Linked DNA regions of Mus musculus: region 1 is linked to region 2. The links are chromatin contacts, called in public Hi-C maps. All regions are on one chromosome and are shown on one strand. The core of a region is the stretch at or near the end of the contact, and the rest is flanking DNA. Distances in the headings are between cores, read along the strand shown.

Region 1 (5,847 bases), core at 3,064-5,563, 200 kb before region 2:
GCATAGCCTACTTCTCCCCGGAATTGATGGAGGTTCCCTTCTTGCTGCTGTCTGGGTCCTCATATAGCTATCTAACAGCCAGTATGGCTTCCTAAAAACAAAAACTCTCCTTCTCAGTTGTGTGTGTGTGTCTGTCTCTTCATCCTGATTCAAAGGGGGTGGGGGTGGGGGCTGTCACTCACTGTAACGAATTCACTGATTTCATTTCTCAGACCCTTCCAGAGGTTGGTTTTGTCCCAGCAAGACGTTGAGGTCTGCCTGTAACCTTCAGTTACAGACCTCATTAGCTGATTAGTGTCCTGTCCTTTGCAGACTTGTTGGGACCTGGGATCCTATGATGGGGAGGGTCTTGCTAACAGGACCTTGGCATGTGAAGGTTCCATTCTCATGTTCTCCTTTCCCTGGCCTGGTAGAGCTTGCTGTCCAACTCCCGAAGACTCTTTAACTTTGAAGTAGTGATGCCTCCTACCACCGGACGCCTCAGACATCAGCAACAAGGGCTTACCCATTCTCCCCCCACTGGGAGCCCCAAGAGTTTTTCACAATCCAGTAGAGTAATCCATTCTGTTCTCCATAGCCAACCGCCAGGACTGCATGGTTTACTTTATCTGGAGTTTTATGACAGGATTTACTGGAAAAGAAAATGAAATTTATAAAGGCTTGGAGTATAGGGCGGATAAAGGCAAGGACTGTCACAAACAAGGGCTCTTTAGTGCTGTAGAAATGATTCCCACTGGAGGCAGGCTGGTGTGTTGGGTCTCAATTAGCTACGGCTCAGCCATGATGGAGTCAACAAGTCTCATCAGTTCTCAGCCCTTCTGCTTCAGTAGTCTCCACACGATCCCACTCCATGTGAACACTTCTGATTCCCGGCAAGGGGAGGAGTCCCTGCTGCACTTCTATAGGCTGCAGTACTGGACTGGAGTCCAGCCACTGCTCTGCTGCTTCTGCGTTCCTTCGAAAAATGACCTTGTACTTAGGGCAAATATGTAGGCTTGCCCTTTAGCCTCTGAAAAACTCTGGGACTTCGAGAAGACAAACTGCAGTGGCCACATGTTGATTCAATGGGCATGGAAAGAAAGGGTGTGGGGGCATAAGTCTTTAACCCTAGTACTCTGGAGACAGAGGCAGGCAGGCAAACTCTGTGAGTTTGAGACCAGCCTGGGCTACAGAGAGAAACCCTGTCTCAAAAAAGAAAAGAAAAAGGAAAGGAAAGGAAAGGAAAGGGAAGGGAAGGGAAGGGAAGGGAAGGGAAGGGAAGGGAAGGGAAGGAAAGGAAAGGAAAGGAAAGGAAAGGAAAGGAAAGGAAAGGAAAGGAAAGGAAAGGAAAGGAAAGGAAAGGAAAGGAAAAAGGAAAGGAAAGGAAAGGAAGAAATCAATTCCCAAGGGCATACAGAAATTAAGTGGACTTTGAACTGTCATCAGAATGTGTCACATTCAGGGCAAGGTGCTGAACGACGGACAGTAGGACCCTCTCTGCTCTTAGAAAGCTTTGTTTGGTAGGGGGCAGTTGGCAGAGGAAGCTGCTCTGTAATGGACTGCGGGATGTGCCAGTTAAGTAGGGGATAGGGGCCCCAAGGAGTGGGACCTAAACCAGTAGGGTGGGAAGTGAAGATTCCTTGAGGAGCAGGGGTTATATATGAAACTATAAGCCCTTCCTCATGGCTCACATGAGGGAATAGGGGCAGAATGAGCTTTGTAGGAGAGACAAGAAGGGAGGTTTGTTGACAGATGTGTGCAGAGGAAGAGGGGAGCAAAATCACCAAGAACCCTGGGTAATGGGGAGGGAGGCCTTGGCTATTTATACCCAAAGCATCATAGGGCTAGGGAGATGGCTCAGGGAGGAAAGGTGTTTTCCACACGAGTCTTGAGCATCTGAGTTCAGATTCCCAGCATACATGGGAACATGTGTAACAGCCAGCTTACTTTTGGAATCCCAGTGCTGGGGACGTGGTGACAGACAAATTCCTGGAGCACATTTACCTGCCAGACCAGCTAAACTATTGAGCATTAACCAGGGCTAGTGAGAGACCCTGTCTCAAAAACTAAGAAAGTCATCAGGGAAAACACGTTAGATTGACTTCTGACCTCCACATACATACACTACATACACACACAAGTGCATGTGCACCAACATAGTTATGTTGACTTCTGGCCTTCACATGTATATACATGCATACTTGGACAGACATGAATATATATATATACATATATATACATATACACATTTATATATATATATATATATATATATATATATATATATATATATATCCTCTTACACAGAAATTTTCATAGACAGAAAAGCACTTCAGAAGGATTCTGGGTCCAAATGGAGGAGAGGCCTGGATGTCTATTGTAGGAGAGACAGATGTTAGGAACAAGCCAGTGAGGAAGCATCTAAAGATGGGATGGTATGGAATAGAGAGGAGAGGAGAGTGAGCAGCCTGTTGTGGCTCTGGCCTCTCGCACAGCATCAGGGATGTGGGTCTGCTAACAGACATAGATGCCTTCAAGGAGCCCTGGGTCAGGCAAATGCAGGGTTGGAGGTCTCCATGGCCGAATTGGCAGGGTCTAATAACACTCAGATCTAAGCATAGGTATAATACTTGGAAGGGACTTGGTGGGCCATGGATGTTCCTATCAAATAGCTGGCAGTGGATTTATGGTTGTATAGAGGGCTGAGGGCAAAGCCCAGAAGAACATGGACATTCTAGGGGTAGCTGGAAAACAGAGAAGATGGAGGAGCCTGGAGAGCAGGGGGAGTAACTAGATAGACTCTTTGCTGAATGTGTTCCTGTAGCCCAATGGGCAGCCTAGGGACTGTAGAAATCCCATACTAGACATGCCACGGGGGGAGGGGACACGGTGCAGCTCATCAATAGAGCGACTGTCTACTAACCATGAGGCTCTGGGTGATAAGGTCTCTCTCTCTCTCTACGGTCTTCCTGAAGAACCAGATAGTGAACTCTCTAGCATAGAATTCTGATGTCTGAAAACAGCTATTTTTCCTTTCCCATTTTTGATCCTTTTTTTGTGTGTGTGTGAGACAGGGTCTCATGCTGACAAGACTAGCCTTAGCTCTACACGTAGCGAAGGATGACCTGAGAGTCTGATTCTCCTGCTTCCTCCTCCTCAGTGCTTGGATTTTAGGTATGGACCATCACACCCCATTTATGTGTTGCTAGGGACCCACCCCAGGCTGTGCTGCCTGCTAGGCAAGCCCTCACCAAGTGAGGTACATCTCCAACCCCATCTTCAAATATTTGGCTGGATGTAGCACTTCTGTAGATGACCATAGAGCTCTGGGCATGGATTTTGGCCTTAGTCATGACTTAGCCATCGTGGCTGGGCCTGTGGCATCCTTCACTACCTCTCTTTTCTTTGCTGGGTTAGAGACTTGGTCCCTGACACTCAGAGCTGAAGGAGACAAAGAGAGGTACGCTAAGTCTCACAAGTATCTAATTAGGAGTCTAGGTTGAGGCAGAGACCGTGCGCGGGGTTTGAGGAGGTCCATCCAGTCTTCTCCAGTCTCCCTCTGATTCCCCTCCCCCCCCTGCCCCCTCAGCTTACCTGGAGTAGACGCCACTTTTATACATCAAAAAATCTTCAGTCACCTCAAAGGCGAAGCTCACAGGGTTGTATAGAGCCACAGCCTCAACCATTGCAGCCTCGTCATTCTGTGGACAGACAGAAGGGCTGACAGACATGCAGGGCATCTCCCACCTCCCCTCCATGTTTATGGCCTGTTGTCTGAAGGTAGGGGCTGGAGTTCCAGAGCTGTGCAGGTAACCTTGAGGGACAACAACCCCTGACATTGAGCAATAATGCAGACTCCACCTTCTTATGCAGGGTGTCAGCAAGCACCCTTTGGATTGAATTTTGTTATTTTTTGAGATAGGGTCATAAGTGGTCCAGGCTGGGCTCAAACTTGTTACCTCAAGCTGAGGGCCATACTTGTGGCCCTGAAGCTGAGGATGATCTTGGACAATCTTCCTGCCTTCATCTCTCAAGTGCTGGGATTACAGGCTTGAACTACCATGCCTGGCTTGGATGAATTTTATCTTTTAGAAACCTTTTAAAACAGGGCATGATGGCACACACCTTTAGTCCTTAGCACCTGGGAGGCAGAAGCAAGTGGGCCTCTGAGTTCAAGACCATTCTGGTCTACATATTGGGTTTTAGAACACCCAGAGCTATATAACAGACTGTCTCAAAACAAAAAGTAAAACTAAACAGATTGATGGGGACGGAGCACGTTAGGCGAGTGTTCTACACTTATGTATGTCACTATGCCGTGTCTTTGTTGTTGTGGTGGTGGTGGTGGATCAAACCTAAGGTTAAATCTCATGCGTGCTAAACAAGTGTTCTATGACTAAGATACACCTCATTTAGATTTTAATCTGGCTTATAGTTCTTCCTCCCAAACCAGACTAGCTCCCTTGTGGCTTTGGCCTTTGCCCTCCCTTTCTGAGCGTCTGGAAATCTCTCACTTGTCTCCCTGACAACCTCACACACAGTTCAGCCGTTCATTCTCTCAGTCACAACTGACCACTGAGGCCATCCTACGAAAGATGCAGAGATGAGTGTGACGCTCTCGCTTCAGCTCCACATCCAGGAAGACAATCTAGGGAACCTCATGGGTGGAACAGAGATCTTACAGATCCAAGGATAGGCAATAACTATACCGGGGTGGAAACAAGACCAGTCAAGGCCTTGAGCCTTCTGAGCAGGACCTGCCATGTTGGTGGGGGAAAGCAAGAAGGGAGTCATGGGAACTTTTTGGAGGCAGGGGGACAGCAGCAGCCAGAAGCACTTGGTAGACCTCCAAAGTCTCCCTCCAGGGCAAAGGTGGTTCCCCTACTCTGTGTTTTACAGCAACCCAGTTGGGAACAAAACTGAGAGGGAGCCACAGTAATGAGATGCTTAGGAGTGGAAATGATGCAGGAGATTCAGTGAGTTGAGGCCAGGGCTCAGAGAAGGGAAGCAAAGCACAGAAGGAGACAGAGTGCAGAACTCGGTGTGTCCTCGCTCAGGCAATGGGTTCCTTCCAAGTATGGCTAGACTTCTTGGGAGCACAGGAGATCACAGAGGCCTGCCGCGTTAGGGCAAGAACCTCGGTGGCTGGCACTGTTTCAACGCTCTCCCTTGTCCTGTCTGAGAGTTCTGGCCTGCTCTCTGGGGCTCTGCTTGTGCTCCTGACGTGTCTTCCTGGGAACCAGACAAAAGGTAACTTTTGAGTGCTTCTTTCACTTCCTGGTGGAGTCCAGTGGCCCAGAGGGCCAGTCTTGGTGGGTGTGTTAAAAAAACAAAACAACAACAACAAAAAAAACAGGTTTCTTTCTAGGAGACGATAATATCTCTATTGCAGGAAGTGAGCTGTATTGCTGAGGTGGTTAACGCCAGTTCTGGAGTGACATTCCTCAGTCAAATCCAGCCTCACCTCTCAGCTCCTGGGCACATTTTTAAAGCTCCTCTGAGACTTAGTTGTCTCATCTGTCAAATGGAGTTAATAACCACATTCCTGTCATAGGTTATTTGGAAATGAGGCCCATCGGGTGGCTTTATACTGCCCTAATCACTCCAAACTGTTATTGCTATGGGGAGCTTGGCATGCCCTTTCTTTGGATGGTAGCTGCTGTCATTACAGAAAGTTCATGTTTGTGCCACACGCCCCCTTACCTGCATATCACATCTGCACACGTCATGGAGGTTTCTCACATCATACACACTCCTCCCTGACTGAGCCCATGCCTCCCAGACTCACGAGGCCACTCATGCATGCTCACACGTTCTCTTGGAAAAGCAGGGTGTGACTGCGTGTTCAGGAATGCTGCCCTTCAAGTA
Region 2 (5,638 bases), core at 1,139-3,638:
GTTAGAACTGACATAGCACTCAGAAGTCCAGCTTCCGAGTCACCAGGAACTGACCAAGTCGGCTGAAGGGAGACCTGCATTCCTAGGCTCAGCCCAGCAGCCAAGGTGAGAAAAACAGGGGACGTATCCAACAGTGGTCAAATGGATAGTGAAAATGTGGTTTAAACGCACAGGGAGGTACAGTGAGGTTCTGCACCTGCAGAATGAAGGACATTCTGTCCTTTGGGATAACCAATAAGGACACAATGCACTGGTATTTCAAAATTGCTAAAAAATGACTACATCTTTTTTTTTTTTTTTTGAAAAAGCATCCTCGCCGCAGGGGAAAAATAAGTTGGTAAGTTAATTGATGTTTTAGTTAGCCTGTTTGAATCTTTCCGCAATTGATAAAAACATTACATTGTATTCCATAAATATGTCATTTGTGATAATTTGTGAAGCTGGAAGGTGTGCTAAATAGAATAAGCTAGGCACAGAAAGGCAAATACTGAATCTATGAAAGGTAGCCTCATAGAAACGGGTAGTTGGAAGTACCAAGGGTGTGGGGGAGGAGGAGGGATGGAGAAATGGGAAATAATGATCAAAGGAAACACATTTCCAATATGAAGACAGGAGTAACTTTCAGGAATATATTGCAGGGCCTGGGGAATACAATTTACACGATGCATTGGTATTTCAAAATTGCTAAAAGATGACTAGATTTTTTTTTTTAACATCCTTGCCATAGGGGTTAAAATAAGTTGGTAAGGTAATTGATGTGTTAATTAGCTTGTTTGATTCTTTTTGCAATTGATGAAAACATTATATTGTATTCCATAAATATGCCCAATTATCATCAATTAAAAGATCATTAATCTGAGAACCAGGCACTTTGTTTCTATAAACTTATGGTATAAAAAAATTAAAATTGGAAAATATTTATAGTAGACATGGCAAGTTATTAAAAGTGTTAGTTATTATGACTTGCCGCAGATCAATAGTGATAAAGGTGGCTAGGAAAATGGCTCGGTGTCATGAGTAAAGCGCTGCTTGTTCAGCAAGCACAAGGACCTGCCGCTTAACTTCTGTGTGAACAACCCTAGCGTGGTGGGATCTCACTGGCCAGCCAGTTCAGCCTAACTGACCATCCCTAGGTCCCTATCTCAAAAACGTTTCCTTTGGAATGACTTCTGACCGCCACATGCGTGTGTGCAAACACTCATAGGCACCTGAGCATACATAAACACACCCCCTCCTATAAAAAGAACGAAACTAGCAATGTTAGACACTGCATTCTTGTCAGAAGAAGGCTGCCAGCTCTCTGTGCTGGCTTGATTTCAACTCCTACAGGGTTGGCACTTCCTTTGCTGTGCTAGATCTTTAAGCATTTCAGAGAGGGGCTTGTCTTGCCCAGGCACAGCTGATGCTCCTGCCTGTGGATACACAGGTTAGAATGGGGTTCCGAATGGTGTGACCTCACCAGGAGGGAGCTACATCATACATAGGACAGTGTCTTAGTTAGGATTTTATTTCTGTGTAGAGACCATGACCAACTCTTATGAAGGAAAAGATTTCACTGTAAGGGGGTGACTTACAGTTCAGAGATTTAACCCATCATTGTCATGGTGGGAAGCATGACAGAGACAGGTAGATAGGTTGCTGGAGAAAGAGTTGAGAGTTTTACATCTTGACCTTTAAGCAGCAGCGGTGAATGCCACACTAGGCCTAGCTTGAGCATCTGAGACCTTAAAGCCCACTCCTGCAGTGACACATTTCCTCCCAGCAAGGCTACATCTCCTAATAGCTCCACCTATGTGGGCCAGACATTCAAACAGGAATCAATAAGGTCCATTCCTACCACAGACAGAATGATGGCTATTTTTGGTTATCAACTTTGATTATCTGCATCTAGAATTAACTGTAGCCCAAGCAAGCTGCTGAATACGTCTGTGAGGTAATTTTGTGTATTGAATTATTTGAAATGGGAACATCCACCCTAAATTTTTGTCTTTTGAGGTGGAAAGATCCACCTTAAATCTGGGCCATATCTATTGGTAGCCTCTGTAAAGGACATAGAAGCAGGAATTCTTTACCTGCTTGTCCTCACACTCATAGGCAAGACCTTTCCTTCACTGGTATTGGAGTGTACTTCTTTGGGATTCTGTCAAACCCCCAAACTAGCTGCGACGTCCAGCCTTAAGGTCCGAAAAACTACTGGATTTTGGGATTTTTCCATCTGAAGACAGCCGTTGTTAGAATAGTCAGATACTAACCTGTAAGGCACTCTAATACATTCCATTTTTTGTATAGAGCCATTCTATCAATTTGTTTATCTAGAGAGGCCTGACTCATACAGACAGGGAGGGCGGCAAGGGCTGCAGAGATGAGTCACCGGCATGACCAATAGCTAGAACTCATAGTTCTGAGAAGCAGCGTGGGGGAAGTGGTTTGCTCTCCCTCACCATGGCTACCGGTGACACTTAAGAAAGGCAGCTTGTTTGTCCTGGACACTTGGATTCTATTTGACTCAAGGTCCTGTTTGCAGGCGTGGAGGCTCCTCTGGGGGGATGCGAGGGCGGGAGCCCCTGAACTCAGCAATGGCTCCTCACACCCATCCACAACTCAGGCAAAAGATCATCACAGTCACTGAACTACCATAGGAGAGGGATCCTCTTAGCATCTGAGAGAGTGTGTCTTGTTTAGAAGACAGCCTTAGGAGACACAGTGACATGCAAGGAAGGGTATTAATAGACAGGGGGCTATGGTGGGAGATTAAGAGGCCACAGGGAAAATTCGGTTGTGCTTTACACCTGCTTAGGGGAGGGCAGCAAACTGGGGGATGAATGTGTGATCTCTTGTTTTTCCCAAGGGACTTAACTCTGAGGATCTTTGCCTGTACTCAGTGTGAGTCATATGGAAGGCCCAGACACTCCATCAGCTCTCTGATCAATATCATAGTATCTAATATGATCCAGGAGTTTGCTCCTTAATAGCTTCACTGGCTATTTGTCTCTTAGATTGCTTTCCTGCCTACTCCTCAACCTCATGTACATTGGTCCCTAGGAATGAAATATCTAACAATGGAAGAAAATTAACATTTGGCTTTCCTGGGCACAAAATATAGTTCTTGGGGAATCTGTAAAAGAACAGTGCCCTGTATGGACTGGTCTGATAAACTGGTTAGTAGTGAATGATATGAGGAGGTTGGAGTGTTGCAGGACCACAGGCTAGTTAGGAGTTATCTTGGGCTATCTTTAGCATCCTTAATAACTATTCCTTGCTTATGTGCATGTCTGAGCTGATATTCTTGGGACTAATGGGTAAAACCTCTTGGACTATGGCACCTGGAACCCATGCAGCTATTTCCCTGATGAACTATAACCCGGCTATCGGATGCCTCTGACAAGTGTACTGATTCATGAAATTCTTTGTTCCCTTACTCTAAAAACTTCATGAGGGTCATTGAGATGGCTCAGCAAGCAAAGATGTTTGTTTCCAAGGCTGCTGACCTTAGTTCCGTCCCTGGGACACACATGGTAGAAAAAGAGAATCAACTACAGGTTATCCTCTGACCTCCATATGTGAGCCATAACACAGCATGGAATAACCTATATATGTATACACAAAAAAATAAATGTAATGAAGATTTTATATAAACTTCATGAAATGGCTGCCATATTGAAACATGGAATTTTGGGAAACTTGAATATGTGTCCCTGGGCTCATAGTCACTAATATTTGGCTTGAGACTATTCCCTATCCTTTTGAAGTAAGGACTGTGTTTTATATGACATGGGGAAGAAGCCACAGTGCCTTAATGTTTCTACTAACTCTGAGTCTGTCTGGTTAACTTAACCCAAGATTCTCCAATAACACTTCATGTGCCTTATGTTTGAGAGTGTTTTTTTTCTTTGGTCCCGCCTTCCCCTCACCTCAGGTCAACACTGCCAGTTCCCATGCTCAGTTGCTGAGACCCTCAGTATATTCCCAAGGCTGCCATTAACTCTCTGATCTTGGACCTATTGCTGGAATTGGAGGTGGTGTGAGTCTCTCGAAGACAGGCTGGAGGTGAGGAGTATAGTCCCTGAACTTCCATGCTGCTCAGGGTGACCTTCCCTCCCCAATGCCTCCCTTTCCCCAGTCCTTAGTGAGGGCAGCTGGGAAGGAATAGGCCAGGCTTCCTCTCCATGCCCCTCTGCATTCTCATGGACTGCTGAGGTCTCCTGTGCACATAAGCACATTTTACACCCTGATTTCTGCACAGCGTGCTGTGCCTGTTCTTTGCCTAAACCATGATACAAAAGACCAAATCTTTGAAGAAGTGCTTGCCTTACTATGTAGGAACCTGAGCTTGATTCAGCACAACCCATGCAGAGAAAGCCAGAATTTGTAATCTGAATAATGGGGAGGCTGAGGCAGACCAATTATGGGACTCACCAGCCAGCTTAGCCTAGTTGAAGAATTCCAGGTCACTGAGAGACCCTATATTAAACCAAGACCAAAAACAGGGATGGCACCTGAGGAACACATAAAAGTTATATTGTGGCCTACACTCATATATACACATGTGCATGTGCACCCCCTACATAAACACATAAACACACACACACACACACACACACACACTCCACATGAAGAACATGGCTTCCCACGTCCAATTGCGGTCCCAGCCAAATCATCGCCAAGTGGATTAGAATAACACCAACTTTTGCTACCATGGCAACTGCTGTTGGTTGCGCAATTGCTGACTTTTGAAGCTACTTAAAAATGTGCAAACCGTTTTGCATAAAGTGGCTTTACATCTCCCAGAGCAGTGGTTTCCATTTCCCCTCGAGACTTCCCCTCAAGAAAATTTACCTCTTTTCTCCCTTAGAAACATTTCATAATTTCTATTTCCAAAGGATTATTTAAAAATAAAGTCCACCAAAATAGTTTCCTTATGCTCATGGAGGAGCAAATATAAATTAAAAAATGAGAAACTTAATTCTTTCAGTTGAGACCAGGGACTCCTGGCGCCCTTCTTTTACAGCATTTGCTTTAGAAGACAGGACTTTTTCTTGTCTTTTTTTTTTTTTTTTTGAAATCTACATAAATCTTTTAAACACCAAAATATTCCCTTGCCAGCTCTGTTGCTCATAGACCCAGGAAAGTTTCCTTTTAAGAATTGGGGATCAATCATCACTTTGAAATGTAATGACCAGAGAAGACAGTGTCCTAGGTGCCCTAGGGTAGCCACCAACTCTCCAGACTCCAAGCCTGCCTTATAAACTTGAAGACCTGAGTTCAAATCTCTAGACCCCCACATAAAGCCTAGCATGCATGGAGGGTCTAGAATCCCAATGCTCTCCCTGCAGAGATGCAGAGGGAAAGGGAGGCAGAAACAAGCCTGGAAGTTGGCAGGTGAGCTAGCCTAGAGTATGCAGTGGGAAAACAACAAGGAGACCCCCATCGGACAAGGTGGAAGGTGAGAGGACATCCCAGGTTGTCCTCTGGTGTTGTATAGCACAGGTGTGCTCACAGTTACCTATATGCACATACATGCTCGTAAATGCTCACACTTGTCGCGCGCACACACACATACACACACACACACACACACACACACACACACACACACACACACAAAGCACACACATGAGTGTACACAGGCCCTCAATCC

What was found. A called contact is a pair of places that touch in the nucleus more often than the background predicts.
Region 1: a Hi-C map of group 2 innate lymphoid cells shows a contact between it and region 2, with 4 times the contacts expected there. The contact joins two enhancer-like sites. A contact is called at or near these places in 3 of 484 Hi-C or Micro-C datasets (bone marrow-derived macrophages, group 2 innate lymphoid cells and nephron progenitors), 4 of 115 datasets of contacts at active chromatin or transcription factors (bone marrow-derived macrophages, cardiomyocytes, embryonic stem cells and 1 more) and 2 of 9 other capture datasets (adipose tissue and embryonic stem cells).

Annotation. Positions count from the first base shown.
Region 1 is chr9:90,069,652-90,075,498 of GRCm38.p6, reverse strand. Ctsh (cathepsin H) reads right to left here. Exons shown (of 12, transcript NM_007801.3): 10 at 3,574-3,680; 11 at 506-631. Among named protein-coding and RNA genes, the nearest start is that of Ctsh, 18 kb to the right of the region's middle. Within about 2 kb of position 4,313, at least 17 of the 459 cell types and tissues checked have an H3K27ac peak or open chromatin away from gene starts, as enhancers often do. A contact at or near this core is called in group 2 innate lymphoid cells, where this site is marked.
Region 2 is chr9:89,871,426-89,877,063 of GRCm38.p6, reverse strand. No RefSeq gene overlaps it. Among named protein-coding and RNA genes, the nearest start is that of Rasgrf1, 36 kb to the left of the region's middle. Within about 2 kb of position 2,388, at least 112 of the 459 cell types and tissues checked have an H3K27ac peak or open chromatin away from gene starts, as enhancers often do. A contact at or near this core is called in group 2 innate lymphoid cells, where this site is marked.